Regions from separate parts of the Danio rerio genome. Here region 2 is linked to region 1. Evidence: chromatin contacts called from public HiCAR-type data. All regions are on one chromosome and are shown on one strand. Each heading gives the region's core, a stretch centred on a gene start, on an enhancer-like site or on the middle of the called end of the contact. The rest is flanking DNA. Distances are from core to core; before and after follow the strand shown. Region 1 has its middle 35 kb from the start of ntmt1. Region 2 has its middle 13 kb from the start of ier5l.

What was found. HiCAR-type assays count read pairs that join an accessible place to other places.
Region 2: a HiCAR-type map of caudal fin shows a contact between it and region 1, with 12 times the contacts expected there. The contact joins two enhancer-like sites. A contact is called at or near these places in 3 of 18 Hi-C or Micro-C datasets (caudal fin, fibroblasts and an unstated tissue) and 1 of 4 datasets of contacts at active chromatin or transcription factors (caudal fin).

Annotation. Positions count from the first base shown.
Region 1 is chr5:33,157,612-33,162,120 of GRCz12tu, forward strand. It overlaps a transcript of ntmt1 not described here. Among named protein-coding and RNA genes, the nearest start is that of ntmt1, 35 kb to the left of the region's middle. Within about 2 kb of position 2,135, at least 46 of the 62 cell types and tissues checked have an H3K27ac peak or open chromatin away from gene starts, as enhancers often do. A contact at or near this core is called in caudal fin, where this site is marked.
Region 2 is chr5:33,396,706-33,401,214 of GRCz12tu, forward strand. No RefSeq gene overlaps it. Among named protein-coding and RNA genes, the nearest start is that of ier5l, 13 kb to the right of the region's middle. Within about 2 kb of position 2,021, at least 58 of the 62 cell types and tissues checked have an H3K27ac peak or open chromatin away from gene starts, as enhancers often do. A contact at or near this core is called in caudal fin, where this site is marked.

The DNA of each region.
Region 1 (4,509 bases), core at 885-3,384:
GTCGGTTGGTCAGTCAGTCGACAGCGACCTCTGGTGGATTTACCTAAGAACAGCAGGCGCAAATGACACACGCGAGAGAAATTTGAGACCTCACAGCATACACAGCAGCCTCTGGTGGATTCACAAAAACAAAAACACGTAGCTCCTAGGACGTATTTGTCGCTCTTTAGAAATGTATATAGGAGTAGATTTTCAGAATGACCCTGGATTGGATATAACTAAGCCAGTTGAAAATGGTGGGTGAAATATGTCAGGACTGAGGCTGTATATTTGTGTTTTCTGATAATTCAGATGGAATGCAAACATATGAGTTATGTGACTTAAAATGCACAAATAAATAATATGATATGAAATTACAAAGTGTGACAACTTGTAGTGGTAAAGGTTGAGGCTGAGAAAACAACGCAGCAAGGTGGCAGCTAAATAGCTCTAAAATGAACTATTCTGTATCTCTTGTAAGCATTTCAATTATTGTGCTGGTGTTTTATACCACATATATTCACCAAATCAACTAAATTAGTTCCACGAAATGAAGTTTCAATAACTGTTATTGTTCTGTGGTGCAAAGAGCACCAATAGTTATAGGAACTATCAGAAGGTTCGTTGAGTATGACAGACACTTCTTACTTCCATTATATTTTTAACCATTAAATTCAATCAAATGAAACAGTAACTTTTGGGTTACTAACATTCTTTAAAATGTCTTGTTTTGTATTGTTTACACATGTTTGGAATGACAAGATGGTGAGTAAATAATGCCAAACTATAATTCTTTTAACTATCCCTTTAAATCAAGTAGAAATCTGATGACAAGGTTTAAGACCTTTAGTAATAACACGATAATAAAACATCCAAGTCTCAGAAATCTATGAATCAAAGAGTCACTAGCTTCTCTTCGTCATATTGTTTTGAGATTAGCCTCCTCTCCTCCTTCCACATAATAGTAACGGAACCTGAAAATGTGTATCAGGAAAGCAGTCATCTCCTTCCATGAGTTCTCTCCTACACCCACTGTTTCCCCCTATTACACAGAAGCCTTCAGGAAGTGCGTCATAACTAAGGAAGTACTTCCAGGAAATGGAGCCAAAGCACAAAAAAAGAAGGGAGGATACAAATATTCTGAATGGCCATCTTATTTTGTTGCTTACTTCTTTTATCAAAAGGTGCAAACAAAGATAAAAGTCTCACTAAGTCCAAAGATCCTTGAATATAATCACATCTGAAACCAAAGCAAAGTAGTGGTGTGACATCAAGGTAGGTTAAAACCAGTGAGATCTCAGTTGTGCAGTTGTGACTGTAAACCTGTGGTGGTGCTCTCATTTCAACTCACAGTAATGTGATTAATGTAGTAGCAGCTATTCACCATCAGGTGGCACTGTTAGTTAGGGCACTTTCCAGTGTTTTTGACCCAGCCCTTGCCCAGTACTCAGCGCTGCTAGCAAAGGAAGAGATGAAGTGGACTATTTGGCCCATAAAAAGTACATGGGCTGAGTTCAGTGACTGGAAATCACAGAGGAGATAGGGCAGGGAGCGGAGGTGAGTCAACCTCATCTGCCACAGCAGGACTCATGCTTTTAGCACCAAAGCACTCATCAACACACTTTGTCAATTTAAAAAAAATTAAAGTTGTTCCTGTTTACCAACTATAATTCTTGTAACAAATTCCATGAGTTTCTTGGATCAATGACAAGAAATTGCATTCAACCGTAATGCCTCAAAAATGTCACTGTACAGTTCTACGCTGCTCAACCTCAAGCCTGGGTTTTGTGTGTTTGTTCTCCAAGTTAAACAGCCAACCCTTATGAACACAACTTTTAGAAGCTCAAATGAAGTTATTCTACCAGACTTTATGTTGTTGGGGTGCTTTGGCGAAACGTAGAGGCATAAAGAAGAGCTGGATGGTTGTGTACTCTAGGCAAAACTGTCTCTGACAGAGTTAGCTTTAATGTGTGCTCTAAAACCTCTTCAGCTCCAGAGCAGCACCGCTCTTGTTTACCAGGAAGAGACTGACGTGGGATGTTACATAAGATTGAGTCTGCCTTTCACAAAAAGTAGTAAGGGGCAATCTTTACAACCTGCTTGTTGTATGTTAAGTAGGCTACACCAGCCTAGGAAGCAGTATCACCTTCTGTGTTGGGTGTGTGTTGTGCTAAATAGGCTGAATGTCTCTGAAGGGTGTGGCAAAGCAGGCATGTGAGTGTGTGTGTGTGTGTGTGTGTGTGTGTATCTATGTGTGTGTGCGTGCGTGCATGCGTGTGTGTGTGTTCACATGTGTTGTGCACTCACTGCCGGAAATTTAATCCAAAATTTCTTACTACTGATATAAAATTCTTATTTTACAGCCAAGTTGAAAAGGTATGTTGTGTATACTGTAAACTCACACTTTTTGGTCACATCAATAACCCATGATTATTTTTTTCCTATTTAAAATATAAAAATGTTTACAGAGTGATATTTTAATGATCCCTTAACTTTCTGATCAGTTGTTTTACAAAATATGTTTTAATGTTTCAATATAATGTTAATATATGCTTTCTTTGTGAATTTATGTTTTGAGTTTTTATAATAAATGTCACATCCATGACGTTGGAATTGCTCCCATACTTTAGTATAAGTCACAAACTTCTGGTTGGTCTTTCATTACTATAATTTTTAGCTTTTTTTTCAAGTATGAAAACATTTTTGCACCTAATGTCCAGTCACCTTATAACAGATAACTGTGATTGACTGTTTGTATAAGTATTCTTTGTTTATATGGACTGTTCCACAAAAATGTTACCACAAAGGAAGGACAATTCTGAAGACTAAAAAAGGTACCTTTTTAGCCTGGAAAAATTTAAAATGCAGGGGCCTTAAAGGGCCTAGGGCTCAGAGGAACCAGATGTTCAGAGGCATAATATCTCAAAATGAACCAAAGTATAAACCACAATGTGGCATTCACTTCTATTAAATGTATTCATTTATGATCAGTTTAACTCCATCTGCATATCTTTTAGCTTGAAACATTTTATGATTTCTCTATATTCATTCATTTTCTTTTCGACTTAGTCCCTTTATTTTTCTGGGGTGGACACAGAGGAATGATCCGCCAACTTATCCAGCATATGTTTTACACAGCCGCAACCCATCACTGGGAAACATCCATACACTCTCATTCACACTCATAAACAGATAATTTTAGCATACCCAATTCATCTGTACCACATGTCTTTGGATTTGTAGGGGAAACCGGAGCACCTGGAGGAAACCCACGCCAATACGGGGAGAACATTCAAACTCCACACAGAAATGCCAACTGACCCAGCCGAGGCTCGAACCAGCGACCTTCTATATATTCTTCTATATATATATTTAGGGGAATAATACTTAAATATTTAAACAATATAAAATCTGTACAAAATGTAGTTTAGTTTGTTAGACAACAAAAATAATGTTAGCCTATTGTATATTTAACCGATCCAATCTATGTTTACATAAGTTTACTAAGCTTGCTAGTACAACTTAAACATTTGGTTGTAAACTTTACTCCCTTAAAACATGATTAACAATGATCTGTTTTCATGACAAAAGTAAAATTGTAATATCAGGCTATAAACACTGCTCAGCATATAATAATATTTTCTTTAAAATTATTACTTTCTACAGGATGCTTTATAATAATATTTTTGTGTATATAGATTAGATTAGTCGGTACCAAAGACAAAATTGGATCTAACAAAAAAAATTTAAATCACAGTTCAAAAATTAGTACACCCAAAATAATATGTGGGAAAAAAATATTAAATACAATTTTAATAAACAGGAAAAATTAAGAGAAACATAATATAAAAATATATAAAATGTTTTATTATTTTGCAATATCTCCTTTGAAGTTAAATGTAACATCTTTCTATTCCTAAAGATCTTAATTGACCAAACTCTTCATTTAATGGATATGCCTGTTCAAAAAAATAGTTTTGTTTAAACGCACCAAAATAAATTGTTTACATTCACTGAGAAATGGTTGAAAAAATATTAATTCAAGGGGTGAATTCATTTATGTATATATCCAATGAGTGGATCTCTAATAATATTATACTACACTATACAGTGGATCTCTAACAAAACAGTTCAAAATCGTTCTAAAGTTCTAACAAGGGCAATACGGTGGCGCAGTAGGCTGTGATGTCGCCTCACAGCAAGAAGGTCGCCGGTTTGAGCCTCGGCTGGGTCAGTTGGCATTTCTGTGTGGAGTTTGCATGTTCTCGTGGGTTTCATCCGGGTGCTCAGGTTTGCCCCACAAGTCCAAAGTCATATGCTAAAATTGTCCATAGTGTATGTGCGTAAATGAGAGTGTATGGGTGTTTCCCAGTGATGGGTTGTAGCTGGAAGGGCATCCGCTGCGTAAAACATATGCTGGATAAGTTGGTGGTTCATTCCGCTGTGGCGATCTCAGATTAATAAAGGGACTAAGCCAAAAAGAAAATGAATGATTGAATGAAAGCTCTAACACTTAAAAAAAATTCTTAA
Region 2 (4,509 bases), core at 771-3,270, 240 kb after region 1:
GTTTACAACAGCTATTTTATGATATGATGTTTTTTTTTTTTTTACATGCAAATCCATGAGATAGTCTAAAGGATGGAAGTTTTACCAAATGCGTTACAACGTATCTCATGGTTTTGCACTCTTTGCGGAACAGAACGGAGTCGCACATTAACAAGAACTTTGCAAACTCAGGGAGATTTTCTCTAGGAGACTTGGAAAGTACCCGCTCCCTCCCTTTTCTCCCCCTCTTCTTCGTGAGAGAGAGCATGTGTGTTCGATTAACATTTGCCGGAGTATTTGTTTATGGAGTGCTCTCTCTCTCGCTATGGCCCCACCCCTGGAATTCCGGGTGTTCCATATTTCCCGAACATGGTTCAGGAATTCTTTGACCTGATTCCACCAACTCCAAGACCACGTCTCTCATTTCTCTCCAAATGTCCAGTTTATTAAAGTATTAAGTATGCTTAAGTATATGCTTCTTAAGCATTGTTTAAATTAATTAATATTTAAAATATGTCGCATATCAATTTTCTATAGTGTTTTATTTGTTAACGCAGAAAAAAACTCATATTTACAAAACTCTTTGTAGGAAAGAATTGTCTGAAACACAACTTTGCGTCTTCTTTTGACCCCCCCCCCCCCCCCCCCCTCACCTCTCTCTTTTTCTTTCCGTCTTCCTCTCAGCAGACAAACATGTCTAGTTAATCCTCTTGGCTTACAAAACTATGAACAGGAAATGCTTTTTTTGCACTGGATGCATTGATAGCTTTCAATATTTTGGTTCTCTCCCAAACACTGGACTAAAAATAATAAGGGACAATAAAAGACGTCAAATTATTATTTTTTTAAATGAACATTGATTAAAATATTATATGAGAGTCAAAGTTAAACTTAAAAGTAAATTTCAATCTATGTACACTGATCTTTCATTTCACATTCAACCAATAACTGCTAACACCAGCGCTCTCTCTCAATCCCCCCTCCCTTACGTTCTGTACGGTAACAGCCATTTAATTCTGGCCGGGAGAGTGTCAAAGTGGACGCCAGTAGAGGGAGTGTATGAAGAGTGGACTGCAGATGTGACCAACCTATACGCCACTTCCTGACAATAGTTTCTTCAGTACTGAAACTCCCTACTGGGACACACACACCATCCAGCAGCACTGCAAGCTTCTGAAGAAGAGCAGGCCACTTTTTTTTTTTGCATTCAAAACATACTTCAGTGCATCTGAGCATGCGTGCATGAAAACATGAAAAACAAAGAAGCTGTGTGCTGCTAAAACATAGTACAAAACATGTAGAGTCTGCTTGGATCAAATAATTATGTGATATGCGCAATGTTCATTTAAACATCTGTGAAATTAGGTATTGACACAAATAATAAAAGTGTTCATATATTTTACTCTTTTTAACACACATTACTGTATCTAATATTGATTTGACATTTAAATATAAAGATTGATTTAAAGGTATAATTACTCCAGAAAATAACACTCGCTATTTACACCCTACAGTTGCTCCAAAGTTTTTATTATATATATTTTCTAATAATAAATAATAGAAGCCCACCACCCCCCCCCCTAAAAAAAACCCTCCATATTAGGAAAAAATGCAATAAAAATCAATAAAGACAACTTTAGAAACCCATGTTCTGCAAAATATCTTATGAAATTCATACAGACTTTGAACAAGTGGAGGGCCAGTAAATGAAATAAAATTTATATTTGGTCGAACTACCCCTTTAATGATATATTTGTTTAAAATAATTTTATTTATAATATATATCCTGAACAAATATATTCTAATAAATCCTAGGAGCAGCACAGAAATTGTGAAAATGCTGTTAATATCTCTTAGATGGTTCTTTTTTCCTGCTGGCCGTTTGAGCATGCCATTATTGGCAGAGCTGATTTGATGCTCGCATTTGCAGGGGAAATTGTTAGTTCTAATATTTCACTCACACACAGCGGTCTAAGCACTTCAAGGAGAAATGGGCCCTCTGCAGGAGAGCATTAGTAGGCGAACCTCGAAATCAACGCAAAGTGTCACCACAGCCATTGGATTCGTGACGCACACGAGCTGAAGGATAAAAATAGGGCACAAGCTGCACTCTTGAGAATGCCCGTGCTGCTAACACTTCCACGGGCCGCTCGGATATCTCTGGAAAAGGACCTATGCGAATTACATTTTTGTTAGAAATAAACATTTGCAGCGATTTCGCTCATTCTCATGCCTCTGAAGTAGTGCGTGCTGCAAGCGCAACCTCTGTCTTCCGCTGTCACCCTGCAGCGCGCACACGTGGGCGAGCTCGCGCACGCTCTGTTGAGCTGGAGGGAGGAGTAGGCACGCAAGTAAAACATGCATCCTGGCAAGTGGAACATTCACTTGCGTGACTATACCGCATTATAGAGTTTATTTTATTTAGTACGATCTGTGCCATTTAAAAATGCTGGTTCGATTGCATTGTTTACATAAACAGCCAATTAACTGTTAAATGTTACTCTTAAAAATTAATAGGTTAAATGTTGAAGCATTCTAAATACGTATAGAACATAATTATGTATATTAATATTATTAATAATAATGTTTTGTTTGCCTATATACTTTATTTCGTTATTCTTCCCACAGCTATGTGCCACGCGAGTGCGCAATGGTTTACCTATAGCGCGTGCACGCGTCCGTGCGCACGCTCCTCATATGTCCACATCCACCTAGAAGCCATCAAAAATGCACCCCCCTTCGACTGAAGAGGGTAGTGAGGAGAATAATTTCTGGCAGTGTGAGTCCAGGCACAAAACTACAGCCCTGTTTAAAATAATCTCATTTTAAATAAAACCAGATGATATTCTACCTACAGCAAAAATTATACAAAGTCTGTGTGTATTTGTAAAATCCTTGGGGTCATTATTTGTACTTTGGTTTGAACCAAGGCTGTCATTCATGTTGAAATCAATGAAATTGATTACCAGATCAAGGACAGAGCCAAAGAAAAGGGGGGAAATTCTAGGCATTAAGATTGGTAAGGCAGCTTTTGTGGTATTTTCTAGCATCTGAAATAAAGGAGACAGATCTAGGACTTGAGACAAACTTTGTAAATGTATATTAGACATAATTTGAGCACTTTTAAACTGCAATATACTGAAATGTGTATATAATAGATTTTTATTATTTAATGTGTCACATTTTAAGAGCCATTTTCTTTAAATGACTGCTTCTTAGGAATCATAATTTACTAATCATATATTTTATTGAAAGTTAGCACCTTATATTATGAGAAATCACTCTACTCTCTGGGTAAGTAATACTACGTTTGTAAGTAATACTACAAAATTTAGCTTAAACAAAATATTTAACAAAACAAAATATCTAAAGATGAATATAAAAAATGTCCTGTAATAATTTGGTGTTCTTTATAGAGCAAATGCCTAAACACAGTGTGTGTGTGTGTGTGTGTGTGTGTGTGTGTGTGTGCGTTTGTGCAAAAGATAAAAAGAGCGAGAAAAGAGTTTGAGTATGTGCGTGTGTGTGTGTGTGTGTGTGTGTGTGTGTGTGTGTGTGTGTGTGTGTGTGTACCTGTGTGAGGGAGAGATACAGCTCCCTCTTTCTTTCATTCTCTGTATCTCTCCGGTTCCCCTCCTCACCCACCCCCAACCCTTTGGTGAACACACCCTCAGTCCGTGGCATGCAGATGAGTCTCAACAGGTTACAGGAAGCTGAAATTCCAGAAGAGCTAGAAAGGCTCAGACAGGAAAGGCTGTTCAGTGAGTTCATTTGTCACATATGACATCAACTCGCAAACATTTCATAAGAAAGTCGTTGATTCTGTTAAATTGCAGTATCTTAAACAGGGATTTTTCATTTTAATTAACTGGATTATTAAAGGTGCTCTCTGTTTATTTGCCGCCATACACAGGCTATGAGACCTGCAGCAGACAATTTCAAGCCATGTAAAATTTCTAACAAATGTCATGCTTTTAACTCTTTATAATTATATTAATTGTGTTAATGTATTTGAGCTAGTTAAAATAATAAGATAGGGGGAAGTCAAAAACTGTGTATGAAGGTAAACTAATTTTTTAAAACAGTGTGAAAGGGATAGTTCACCCCCAAAATTAAAATTTTCAACATTTCTCTTTTATTATTCTTTTTTTTCTGGCAAGGACAAAATAAGATATGTAGAAGAATGTTGGAAATCCATGAACAGATATCAATGATTACCATTTTCAAATCCTGAAATATCTTCTTTTTTGTTTGGCAGAAGAAATAAACTCATACAGAACAAGTGTAGGGAACAAATGATGATGGAATTAACATTATTGGGTGTACTATGCCTTTTAAAAATGTAAATCTACTATGATGTAATCGAATACCTAAGGTACTTTTTATCTCCAACTATGGTGTTTAAAGAAATTTGGGTGTTTTTTTTAGCATACAGACATTTTACAAAAATATGAACCCATTTTTATTCTACAGCAGTTTTCAGCTAATCTGAGACAGTTTACTACTGATATCAGTCTGAGACTGATAACT